Linked DNA regions of Macaca mulatta: all the other regions are linked to region 3. Evidence: chromatin contacts called from public Hi-C data. All regions are on one chromosome and are shown on one strand. The core of a region is the stretch at or near the end of the contact, and the rest is flanking DNA. Distances in the headings are between cores, read along the strand shown. Region 1 overlaps LOC106997486 (a long non-coding RNA gene). Region 2 has its middle 250 kb from the start of SP8. Region 3 holds the start of SP8 (Sp8 transcription factor).

What was found. Hi-C and Micro-C count contacts between places; a contact is called where the count stands out from the background.
Region 1: a contact with region 3 is called in a Hi-C map of fetal cortex germinal zone, with 6 times the contacts expected there. The contact joins the enhancer-like site here to the promoter of SP8 in region 3. A contact is called at or near these places in 2 of 14 Hi-C or Micro-C datasets (fetal cortex germinal zone and fetal cortical plate).
Region 2: a Hi-C map of fetal cortex germinal zone shows a contact between it and region 3, with 2.1 times the contacts expected there. The contact joins the enhancer-like site here to the promoter of SP8 in region 3. A contact is called at or near these places in 2 of 14 Hi-C or Micro-C datasets (fetal cortex germinal zone and fetal cortical plate).

Annotation. Positions count from the first base shown.
Region 1 is chr3:107,328,983-107,333,638 of T2T-MMU8v2.0, forward strand. The region is part of intron 2 of LOC106997486 (a long non-coding RNA gene); the gene reads right to left. Among named protein-coding and RNA genes, the nearest start is that of SP8, 180 kb to the right of the region's middle. Within about 2 kb of position 1,864, at least 2 of the 40 cell types and tissues checked have an H3K27ac peak or open chromatin away from gene starts, as enhancers often do. A contact at or near this core is called in fetal cortex germinal zone, where this site is marked.
Region 2 is chr3:107,266,874-107,271,184 of T2T-MMU8v2.0, forward strand. No RefSeq gene overlaps it. Among named protein-coding and RNA genes, the nearest start is that of SP8, 250 kb to the right of the region's middle. Within about 2 kb of position 2,053, at least 3 of the 40 cell types and tissues checked have an H3K27ac peak or open chromatin away from gene starts, as enhancers often do. A contact at or near this core is called in fetal cortex germinal zone, where this site is marked.
Region 3 is chr3:107,512,474-107,516,582 of T2T-MMU8v2.0, forward strand. SP8 (Sp8 transcription factor) reads left to right here and starts at 2,771. Exons shown (of 1, transcript XM_001102781.5): 1 at 2,771-4,109. The coding sequence starts at 2,804.

The DNA.
Region 1 (4,656 bases), core at 614-3,113, 180 kb before region 3:
AGTTGCCTCATCTATAAAATGGGAATAATATTATTGTCCTAATAGGAATGTTGGAAGGATTTTACATGAGACACACTAGTTAAAGGGCTTAGCATAGTGCCTGGCACGTTGTGAGCCCTGACTATGTATGCTGTAGTTATTATCGTCTGTGTCACCATCACAGGGCTCAGGAGTGATCTACAAAGATGAAAAGATGAATGATGAGAGTGAGAGTTCACGACCAGCCTCTGTCAGTAACGCTGACAGTAATAACTGCAGTTCCTGCCAACCCTTGAGGTTTCTCCCATCATAGATCTCCCCTGCCCTCCAGAAAAGTAAAGTTCTCTTAAAAGTCTTTCTACAAAAATTATTTAGTATAAAGTCCCTCTACAAGGTGAGAGCTATTCTGGGTCCCGCTCCAAATTGACAGGACACTTGTTTTTAAAATCCCATGTTTTAGCAAACACCTGCACAAACGTCATCCTTCCACCTGTAAATACATGACTATACTAAAAGTTCAACAATTGAATTATGTGTCTAATTGTTCCAAAAGAATATACATTGCCAATACAAAGTCATAACTGTATTAGACCTCAATATCACCGTGAAATTGGTTGTTGTGAACACTTTTATAAGCAGCAGATAATAAACACATTTCTTTGCTTTCAAAGAATAAGTTGCTGTGCTGTAAATAAATCATTACATTACATCAAAGGTACTAAAATCAACAATCACCTGATCATCATCGGCAAGCCTTTTCTGAACTCCATTTTTTTCCTAATTAAATGAGAGAAGAGAGTAAAAGAAATCTTTGCAAAATATCCCACATACAATAGAGTTTCTAACTGTAGGGGGTAGAAAGATGCATCCATCTCCACTTACAGTATTAGAGAATGACTAAATTACTTGTCGCTCCCTTTCTGTACATACACTTATGAGTAATGATATAATTTGCTAAATCACACAAAAATAGGTAAACAGGATTCAATGTCGTACTATGCCCCATTTTTATGAGAATTCATGTGGATGCTGATTTTATAGAATCTTATTAGGGGAATTTTTTTTAAAAGCTGTCTTAGTTCTGTTCCAATTCAGGCTACATATATGTATTTACGTATTTTTAGCTTTGAACTATAGAATAGTCATGTTTTGCTGTGTTTTGGCATCTATATTCAGAACCTAAGATCTTAAAAATTCACTGTTTCTTAGTATGCTCACAACTCTCTCTTTTAAAATTAAGCTTTTATTCCAAGGCTGAATATTTGAGTCATTTAAAGCTCCCTTTTAAATGTTGACTGACCATAAAACTAGCAATGTGAATTTTATTTAAATTGATTTTGTATCTTCATCACCACTCCTTAAAACGAATCTTATTACTAGAGATAATGTATGTGTCAAAAAAGAAGCCTCAAATGCACTTCCTGTGCACTTGACAGGGTGACAAAATATTTCTCCTATCCTTTCCTAATTGAGCTGCAGTACAAAGGAGGACATTATAATAATATTAATAATAGTTACATGGATATTTGTAGGTACTGTGTAACCCTTCAGTCCATTTTCCCAGACAATGGTGACTACAAAGAGGCTTCAAAATAGAACATCGCACAATATGAATGCCACTTTTTTCTATCTTACATTTTAAAAACATCATTGAAATCAGAAAGTTCATTTACAAAGGACTGGCAGTTGCAATCACAGCAATAATGTAGTGCTGAGAAAAAAAGGGTAATTGGTTTGGTAAAGATCGCTTTCCATTACACCATAAAGCACTACACAATAGGAAAGGTCGCCAATTAAGCAATCATGAATACCAAGTACTGAAGCTGATGAAAATAGGGCAGTGGTTTAAATAGATTTGCAAGCAATTTACCTTTTCACAATGTTGGCAATCTGATGCAATTTGCTTGCAATTTTGTCTGCTTTCAGTAGCACTCGAAGCTGACACTACACAGACCAAATGGCAAAGAGGCCCTGCATAGAAAATGTAAAACTATCTTGGCTGCATCAGGAAACCAGAATGGTGGTTCATCAGGAAAATTACAACAATTAACATAAGTGCTGCAAAAATCAACACTTTAAATGTCACACTCACTAGTCTGTCCAAAGACTGTAAAAGTACCATCCCCGTTGCTGGACTAACAGTAAATATGAAGCAATCACCACCAAACCTTGGGGCTGATGGCTTTACAATTGATGTGACATTCTCTGAGTGATAAAATAGCCTCTCATTTTACAAAAGTAAGTATTTTTCTTTTTTAGACTTAACCTGGATTATGTCAACACAAAATTTACGTTTAATTTTTTTCAACTTTTTCGACAAAGCCATTTCATGCCAGTGTGGGTGTAGTTGGTCTTGACATTTAAAAAATAACTTTATATTTCAGAGAATTAGAGCCAAGTTGATAAAAAATAATCCCTCCTCAAATATTGATCTGGTGCTTTCAAATGTAAATCATGCTCCAGATTTATGTTGAAAGCTGTTATACAGTGTGAGGTACAGTGTGTCTGACCAGAGCCTATTTTATTATCTTAGAGAGGGCTCCAAAAAGGCATCTGTGGATATTCTCCTGAGGACTGGTTGGAATTACAGATGCCATCACATGTCTATATGAATGTATTCCCAGCTAAAAGTTAGACACCCTGAAAATAATTGATAACTTCTGCTTTGGTTCCCATGTTTGAAGAAGCTATAAATTTGTCAGGCCTTGAGGAGAATTGGCTTATAGTGTAAACCTAATGATTTCTCAGTGAACTGGGAGGATCTCGTGGTGAGAGAACAAGAATAGAGTGTCAGAAAATCTAAGTTTAATTTTCATCTCTATATTGGCTGACTGAGAGAGTTATTTTAGGCCTATATCTATGAGGGCCGGTCTTCCTGTTTTGAGTGAACTGACATCATTTTGGCTTAAGAACAAGGCTGGATATTTATCCTCGTGAATGTCCTTGTCTTGCTTGAGTTCAGACACCATGATTTCCATACCAGCAAAGAAAGAGCATCAGACATGCATGTATGGGAGATACTCATAGTAAAGAGGAAACAGTTTTATTATGAAGATTTTTATTCGTGAAAAGGCCTATTGTGAAAATAGCAACTCCATTTTGTAACAGCTTTTACTGTATCACAGGGCTCATCTTTGACTCCTTCCAGTCTACAGAAAATAATTTCTTACAAGGGAATTCAGAGTTGACGTGTAGCATTCAGATTTGTCTGTAACAATGGGACCTAATGTATTGTGGTGACACATGACTCTAGCATTCTTCTGGAGATGCCCTCTCAAATCATTGCTAACACGGTGCTTCATTCTGTCAAGAGGTACTTCCCTCACATACTTTACTCACTGCTACTTTGTACCAAACAACAGTAGCAACTCCGGGGAAGAGTTTTATCGGCTGCCTCTTCTCTTGACCATCTTAAGGAACATCAGCAAGCAGTTCCCTACTGCTGGTGTCGCAGAGAGTGTGATCTAAATTACTCAATGAGGGTCATCCCTGAGCAATGAGGGCATTGTCCAGGGGACTATGGCCCAACGTTGGCCATGTTGGCTCTTCAGAAACAAGTCCATTACTTGACTGAAAGTAGAGGGGTTAGCCTCTGTGGGAGAGGCAGAGTCATTTTAGAAGGATTTACATTTTCTGTAATGTGAAGCTTGCAGAAGGATATAATAATTCTCTCTCTGGTTTTAGGTGGCCTGTGTGCAACTGTGTTCTGAAGAAATGCATGCATTTTCTAACTGTTCTCTGACAGACTCAAGAACAAGTCACTACAAGAAGGGAGTGACCTTCTGTTGCCATCCACAACATGACAGGGATGATTCCACGGAAGGATGGCATCAGCGGTCTTGAGAGTAAATTACAGGCTAGGAATAGCAATAAGAGATTTGCTATCTCACCAGTACAAAACACTCAAAAGTTTGCAAGATCGCTTCCAGAGAAACAAACATTGAGAAGAATTAGCTCCTCATACCCTCATGTGTGTATGTGTCTGTGTTTAAGAGTGTGTGTGTGTGTGTGTGTGTGTGTGTGTTTGTGTGACTCAGGATGTTTAAAGGAGTGCTACACAAGAGGATGGGCAGAAACCATAGTTAATTTTGATAAATATAATGACCTGAGGGATTTTTTTTTTCTCAGCCTTTGATTGGTACCACCGAAAACAATTATTACTGGTTAATTTAGTTGCTGGCATAGTGCATAGTAAATATTTTTGTTGTATCACTCTTTATTAACTGCAGAAAAAGCCTTTCAAATGTATTTATTAAGTTAGTCAAAATCACACACAGCAACTGTATTAACCATAAAGCATATAGTGCTAGAATCATCAAAAGTATTTCAAAGTCACTATCGTAGTCCTAATTCCTCATAGAGAAATTAGAATTTAATGGAATTCACACCTCGGAGACTTGGATTTTAAAGATAAAGTTTCCCAGAGAGGAGGATTCAGAGTCTTTACTAGTTTGGGTTGAACTACATATTTACATTAATTAGACTTGCCCCATCAAATATAATAGCATGAGTAAAAGATGATGTAAATTCTTGTAAAACTACTCAATTGCACTTGCTACCATCAAGCAGGCAAAATGCATAAAAATTGTAGCACCCCTTCGGGAGCAACGCCATTTAGCCAAATAGAAGTCTTTTAGTCCTCAAAGTATTTTAAGAAGACAATGAAATAATGATGTT
Region 2 (4,311 bases), core at 803-3,302, 250 kb before region 3:
GAGTTGGGCCTGTGTTTGGGCCTCTCCATCTCCAGTTCATTGCCTGCCATTAACATACATATCCATATGAAAAGTTCGCTAAGTCACTAACAGCTGTCCAGAAAAGAGTTTGAGAAGGAAGGCGAAAAAGGACCTATTCCTTCTCAAAATGCTGACAATACTATTTAGCCCCTTTTTGGCAATGATATACCTTACTTTTTAAAGCCGCCTTTCACTCAAAAAGGGACTAGGCATAATACAACATTCAAACACATAGTGATTTTCATTTTGAAACAGTCATTTGGTGTATTCAGGGGAAGAAAAGTCTATAGTTACCAGATGCAAAGGAAATCCATCATTCAGGATACATATGTATATGGCAGACACACACACATACACACACACACACAAACACACACACTCATTCTACGTTGTTTTTGCAGGATGTTAAATAACCTCACATCTTCCATTTAACCCAGAGGAAAACCCCCTGCAGCAGATGCTCGTGAGTGGTTTTATGCCCATTGCCTTCTTCAATTTATGGGACTGACAGTTATCTATGGTCAATTTGTTATCAATGGATAGTACGTTACTAAAAAAAATAGTATCAGAACTGTGCCATACATTTTAAAAAAAATTTTTAATACTTTCTCTCTAGAGGGGTTGATTAAAAAAAAAAACAAAACTCCTATCAGGAAAGAAAAAGACAAACTATAGACATTTGTAGATCATGGTTTTGAAATAGGCGATTTGTATTACACATTTTCAAGTTTGATAATACCGTTTCAGATAGCTACAGTACTGGAAAATTTTCCCGTAACATCTATGCTAAATATTTTCTAAACAAAGTGATAAGGATCAGCAAATACTCATCTTACAAGAGGGAAATAGTTAACTTTCCTTTAAGAAGATGCTTAGGCCAGAGTGGTAAGAAATAAACAGATTTTAAATAGATGAAAAGGGGTGCTTCCCAATCATTTGGTCTGGGGCTTAGTTTTGTCAAACTCAGAAAGCAAGCATGTGATGGATAAATGGTTTTCCTCCCAACCCTGGGAGTTCATGACCCTGAGGCCATCTCCCGCACGTATTGCACCCAACCCGGCCTGAGCTTGAAAATGAGGGGAGGCGAATCTGTCAATTACTGAGGTTTAACATAGTTTACAAGAAGGACATTTTTTTTCTTTCTCTTTCCCGTCCTTCCTTTTTTCTTCTTTCTGAATCAGAATCAAAATCCTAGGGGAAATCGACTAGCTCCCAATTCCGTAAAGATTTTATTCCTGTAAGGATCCTCCCACCATGCAAAAACAGCTTGTGCTATATAAAAACCAAGACTGTAATCCCACTTGTTGCTTTCCCCGCCCTTTTCCCCCCAGTTTCTGGTCTCTTTACAGCAGCATCTCTCCCAGATCAGTCACTAAAAATCTTTAACTTTGCCTATTTTGATCTGAAAATTAAAGCTTATTTATTATGCATCCTGTTTGTTGTCCTTGAAGAACCCCAGCATTCATTTAAAGGGGTCCAGAATGACTTCTTAAACACATTTCTCTCTTTGCTGCAATTAAACAAAGTGGAGCTGTGATTAGTCCTCCACAGGGGGGAAAGAAAAAGACACCCTTGAATCAAAATGCGGGGACCTGGCTGGGCATTATTGCCTCACAATGCAGGAGTTTATTGCTGAAACCTGCTTATCCCAGAGCTCTGCACTCCATGGGAACTTCAGTCAGGTGGAAAGTTATTCTCTTCTCTGCAGCTTGAAGTATCGTAAGACCCGCTAAAACCCCTAAAGCTCTTCCTAGTAACTGAGACATTTAGGATAATCTTTATGAGAGTTTTGCATGAGCTTCTGCTTTTTGTTGCACTTAGAAGGAGAGTTAATGATGAGCTTTCACTGGCTTCTCCCTTTATTTTTTATTTATTTATTTTTTTAAATCTAAGCCAAAAAGCGCCTGTTTAAGTTAAGTACCACCTCCCTCCAGCCCTTGGGAAACCACTCAAGAGGGCTTTGCTTGGCTCTGTGTTCATGACACATAATGAAAACAATTTTACACTGTGGAGGGAAGTATTGAGCAATTACTGATGTAACAGCCACCTGCAGTAGCGAGCCCTGGCTGCAGCATGGCGCGGTTCATGAATATTTTATGGTGTGGTGTTATTTTGAATGGCTGGGGCAGGTGAAGGAGGCGAGGGTGTAATAAGTAACTCTGCTGGAGGCTGTGTAGCTGCTCTGTTTCCCCGCCGAGCCCACAGTGGAACACCAAGAAGCATCCTGACCCCGCCTGGATCGAGGCGAGGGCAGCTGAGGCAAGAGGCTATGACAAGTCACGGTGGGCACCCTTTACAAACCCTTGTCTGCCGATTTTACACACGATGTCCGGCTTGAAAAGCCTTGGCATCAATCTTGTCTGATTTAATTTGATAAATTAAGTGTGGATAAGGATTAAATGAGAATTTTGTAATGGAGAAAACTTGTTCTTACTCTTTAATCCAGTTAAGATAGTATGAGAGAAACCCTATAAAATCTAAAGTGGTTGCTAGAGAAAGCAAAGTTAAAAAAAGAGAGAGAGAGAGAATTGCCTTTTCACTTGGTAACATTATGTCCACATAGAAGTTGAATGAACGTGCTACTTTTTTTGCTTTCTGGTATTTGCATGTGAAATACACGCAACCCAGATACACACATATCTACCATCATACATGTATATTTTATGGAGGACCTAGAAATACAGGAGGGAAATAAGAATTGTAACATGTTTTACATAATAAAATATCGCTATTGAGATCATTTATGAATAGGTGGAATATTTTGAGTATCACTTTCTTTTTCAAACGTTATTTTTCAAACAGGAAATGTCAAGATTTAAACTGAGTATCATAGCATAAAGAATACATTTCTAGCATTTTGGACTTGGCTTCCTCCTGGCATACTTAAGATTTCAGGCACAAAAATCATATTGTATATGACCAAGATATAAACAGTCTAAAAATTATTTTACATAACAGTTATATGTCTATAGAATGGAGCTATATAAACAAATACTGGTTATCTAGACAATTGATGGAAATTCAAAACAATGCTGTATAAGACTCCATTAAAATTCTTTTTTTAATTTGTAATTTTTTTAAAGAATGATAGAGTGTGCTTTTGAGAAAGCGCCTGAGAAGGTTGTACATTAGACTTCAGGCTGATTATCTTTTCCGTGGAGAACATGCTTAGAAAAAAGATACAAAAGATTTACAGACTCCTTGGGCATAAATTGGCATAGACAACAGAAATTCTGACCAGAAGCACTGAAGGAAAATGTAGCCGAGTCGACATTCTGAGAATAGTGTGGGGCAACAGAGGAATTGCTACAGTGACAATTTGAAGATTATAAAACATACTCTTTAATCTTTTTGTAAGCGATACGTTTATAGGTGTGCTCATAACATTTCATAACATTACATAACATTAATTTAGAGCTTGTTCCAGAATGAAACAATGTGGGGATATGTTAAAATTTTCACTTTAACATTCACCTTGTAGTAAAATATTGAAGTATCACTCCTTCCAGTGGTTGACAATCCCATCTGCACTTCAAAAATTATAAAGTCAGATGCCAAAGATGATAAGTGTGTATACAATCTGGACATGAACCACTTTATCAAATGGCAGTACATTACCTAAATTCTAATATTATTTAGTATTGGCATTATTATCTAATGTGTCCATTGGAAGAATTATCTCAGCTTGCTTGACTTACCATTTATTGTCTATACATAAACTACAATGACAGTTCTTTTTAAATATTGATACTTTTCATTAACAAAGAGGAAACGATGACATCAGATGATCTTGAGAAAACATGTCATTGTGAGCCACCTCTCTCCACAAATTGTTGAATTCAAGAGCAATGCATAAAATACCAAATAGTGTTAATAACAGTAATAGTGATAGAAATTAACATATATTCAAGAAACTCCAAAATATTTAGTTTAATCTGACTATATGTACTTTTTCTGCTTCATAATATATGTTAAAGGTGCCGTGATTAGCAATTTTATAAGGATCAAATTATAAACATGCAGTAAATTTTAGTTTCTTATAATTAGATTTTCACTTTAAGAGATGTTAAACTCTGTATGTAAACGACATTATTTAAAAGCCACCCTTGTAAAAGAAAATTGCTGTTTGACAATTCTATAGAATATTTAAGAAAGGTAATTACACTGCTCTGGTTGTTAAAGATGCAGGTGTTGAAAAAAGTCACTGTTTCTGCTTTTGCATAAAACTCCGATGAGGAAGAGAAAAGAGACATGATGACATGACTCGACTGCCAAATCTTTATCATCAGA
Region 3 (4,109 bases), core at 1,521-4,020:
CAAACACAACAATAAAATAAAAATGTTTCCCCAGTCAAAACAAAACAGTTCTCCCAGCTAGTCACATTTTAGTTGATTCCATCTTAAAATTAGACTTCTGAGAGCATTTGTAACTGGTTAAAAATATGAACTGTTTTTATAACTTATGAATATTCAATAGGGCTGTAAAGACTGGACTTTTTGCTACACTGGTGTTGTGCTTTCTGTGGTTTAAGTTCCCTTGTGGTGGCAGTGAAATTGTAATGGCATTTCTGAAGGCAACTAATAACACAAATGGCAAGCAAATGACTAAACCCCACCGAATTTGAACTAAGTGTATCTATTAACATGCACACACACTCATAGATAGATCTCTGGACCAATCGCCATTAGACACTGACGCCTGGATAAATGTGGTCCAAGATTTGTCAAAAGCTCCTCTCTATTCTTAGATAAATATAACCCATATATTTCAATCAAAGTACTGATTCTTTTCTCAGAAAGAGGCAGTGGGATTTTCTGCGAAAATTTCTGAATTCCGTAAAACGCTCTTCAACTTCTCACCCAAAGAAAAAACAACCCTCGCTTACTCCCTTCTCTAATCCTTTTGTATTGAAATTTACTCAACACCACGGGACAAACGCACCTCCTCCCCTAGAGTGAGACGTGCACTTCTAAAGCAGAATTCCACCTCAGGAAAAAAAAAAAAAAGCCACGGCATCAAAGAAACAACTCACGGGCGCGCAGGCGCGCATCCACGTCCCAACGCATCCCTAAAAATACCCCTTAGACTCTCAACCTTTCTACTGTTTCGCTGGAGAGCCGGGAAAGAAAAGGTGGGTATCAAGATCTTCTTCAAAAATGTAGTGACGGTGTTTACCCAGATAAGAAGAAAAAAAAAATCACTCAATATTTTAGGTACAAGGAGCCAAAGGAAGTTGGCGACGGGGGCAGCGTTTGTGAATATTTATTCACTCAGCCTCCATCAACTTAGTCGGTTTCCCTCTTCAGCTCGACAGTCTCTCTCTTACAAACACACTTTATTGCATTGTTCCCATTCCCCACTACCAGCTTCGGTGCGCGCACACAACACAAGCGCCCACACACACCCTCCCTTTTCTCTGTCGCACAAACACACATATTCACAGCCCTCCTTCTTCCCCAACACCAAACACACTCACCCCCCACCCACTTTAGTCCCTCTTTCCTCCCTAGGTTTGTCAGACTCACAGTTACACTCCCGTACACTCACACCCTTCCCCTCAACACTTAATTGCTCTGTCTCTCTACCCCGCTTTGTCCCACACTCAGTTATCCTATCACACAACCCTCCCTTTTCTGCACTCTCTCCACTCCCCCATTTACCACACTGTCACAGTTACAGTGTCACACCCACATCCCCCCCCTCCCGTCTCCGCACTGTCCTGTCCTCGGCCTGGTCACACTCGCACACAGTTACATTGTTACACACACACTCACACCCGCGCGCGCGCGCGCGCTTTGCGCTTTGTAACACACGCAGCCGCCCCCGCCCCCTCCGCTCCCACTCCCCCATCCACCACGGCGGCAGGCGGCGGCGCCGATGACCTCACGGCGCGCGCGCCGCGCGGCCCGGCGAGGCCACAGATTGGCTGGCCGCGCCTCCGCGGCACTTCAAAGCCGGAGAGGGAGCTACAATTGTGGTGGAATGGGCGGAACTGATCATTGTATTGCACACCTCTAAAAAAAACACTGCCTCTGATTTATCAATATAAAAAAGATCCTCTGAGAGGAGGAGGGCACTTTTGTGTGATGGCAACTTCACTTCTAGGGGTGAGTCTCAGGATTTTCTCTTGCTGGTTTAATTAGTTTCCTTTTATTGCCGATTGGAGGGGGTTAAAGTCGCCCCGGCCAGGCCACGGGCTATCAGTCTCTCTATTGAGAGCTTTTTTTTTTTTTTTTTTTTCCTTTAAATACAAGTGAGTTTGGAGAAAAGAAAAAGGGGGAGAAGGGGGCAGAGTCACTTTTTTTCAGCGCAGGAAAAGGTTCGAAGGGTATTTAGACAAGCCACCGCGCAGCGCCTGACTGCTCCCTGCCCGGGAGACCTGCGCCCAGCCCATTTTACAGGCACCGATTTCGGGGGTAAAGAGAGCAAGGTTTTCCTACTGGGCAAAGTGCAGATCTTCCCCTAACCCTTAAAAAAAATTCTGCAGCCCGCCTTGTCTCGCAGGTACGTTGAACTCGTCTCGTTTTTACTATTGTAGATATGCTTTTAAAAAAAGAAAGAAAGAAAGAAAGAGTGAGCGCTACAGGTTGACCTCTTTTGGCCTGGGAGAAACAACCCAGGATGGGTTTCTGGGGACCGGAACAGGTTTTTCAAAGCTCTCAGGATTACAGGGGAAGCGCTCCTGAAAGCAATCCAATGGTTTTCCCCCAGGCTTCTCGGCAAAGAAAACTTCCTTCCTTTCCAATCTGGACTTTTTGCTTGTTTGTTACGAAGTGTCTGGGGCCTTGTGTGCAAGAGAGTGTTGTTTTAGGTGAGAATACTTGTCAAACTCTTCTTTAGCGTGGTGCTTTGCTCCCGAATCAGACGCCGGCAGCCAAACTTGTCCCCTCCTGTAGAGTAGGAAGCGGCCGGGCACCGGGGCTGTTGGGGGTGCCAGGTGAGTTGGTGGCGGCGCGCCGCAGCGAGAGATGGGGTGCAGTGGGGCGCTTTGGAGGCTACCGGGAGACTGATGCACATTTCTTCCTTTCCTCCCCCACCGGTCCTTTGCCCACCTCCCCTCCCCCACTCCTTCTCTCCTTCTCGCAGGAAGAACCGAGGTTGGGATCGACTCCTCTGGCCATGCTTGCTGCTACCTGTAATAAGATCGGTAGCCCCAGCCCATCTCCCTCCTCCCTCTCGGACAGCTCTTCTTCCTTCGGCAAAGGCTTCCACCCCTGGAAACGCTCCTCGTCCTCTTCTTCCTCCAGCTGCAACGTAGTGGGTTCCAGTCTCTCAAGCTTCGGCGTGTCCGGGGCCTCCAGGAACGGCGGTTCGTCCTCAGCGGCTGCGGCGGCCGCTGCAGCAGCCGCGGCTGCTGCGGCCCTGGTGTCCGACTCTTTCAGCTGCGGCGGCTCGCCTGGCTCCAGCGCCTTCTCCCTCACCTCCAGCAGCGCCGCAGCCGCCGCCGCCGCCGCCGCAGCTGCCGCCTCCAGTTCGCCCTTCGCCAACGACTACTCTGTTTTCCAGGCCCCCGGAGTCTCTGGCGGCAGCAGCGGCGGCGGCGGCGGGGGCGGCGGCGGCGGCTCCTCCGCGCACTCGCAGGACGGCTCCCACCAGCCGGTGTTCATCTCCAAGGTGCACACCTCTGTGGATGGGCTGCAGGGCATCTACCCGCGGGTGGGCATGGCGCACCCGTACGAGTCGTGGTTCAAGCCCTCGCACCCGGGCCTGGGTGCTGCAGGAGAGGTGGGCTCGGCCGGCGCCTCCAGCTGGTGGGACGTGGGGGCCGGCTGGATCGACGTGCAGAACCCGAACGGCGCGGCTGCGCTGCCCGGCTCGCTGCACCCTGCCGCCGGGGGGCTCCAAACCTCGCTGCACTCGCCGCTCGGAGGCTACAACTCGGATTACTCGGGCCTGAGTCACTCAGCCTTTAGCAGCGGCGCCTCCTCGCACCTGCTCAGCCCTGCCGGGCAGCATCTCATGGACGGCTTCAAGCCAGTGCTGCCCGGCTCCTACCCAGACTCGGCCCCGTCGCCGCTGGCCGGCGCGGGGGGCTCCATGTTGAGCGCTGGGCCTTCGGCGCCGCTGGGGGGCTCCCCGCGCTCCTCAGCTCGACGCTACTCTGGCCGCGCCACCTGCGACTGCCCCAACTGCCAGGAGGCAGAGCGGCTGGGCCCTGCCGGGGCGAGCTTGCGGCGCAAGGGCCTGCACAGCTGCCACATCCCGGGCTGCGGCAAGGTGTATGGCAAGACTTCGCACCTCAAGGCGCACCTGCGCTGGCACACGGGCGAGCGGCCCTTCGTGTGCAACTGGCTCTTCTGCGGCAAGCGCTTCACACGCTCCGACGAGCTGCAGCGGCACCTGCGGACCCACACCGGCGAGAAACGCTTCGCCTGTCCAGTTTGCAATAAGCGCTTCATGCGCAGCGACCACCTCAGCAAGCACG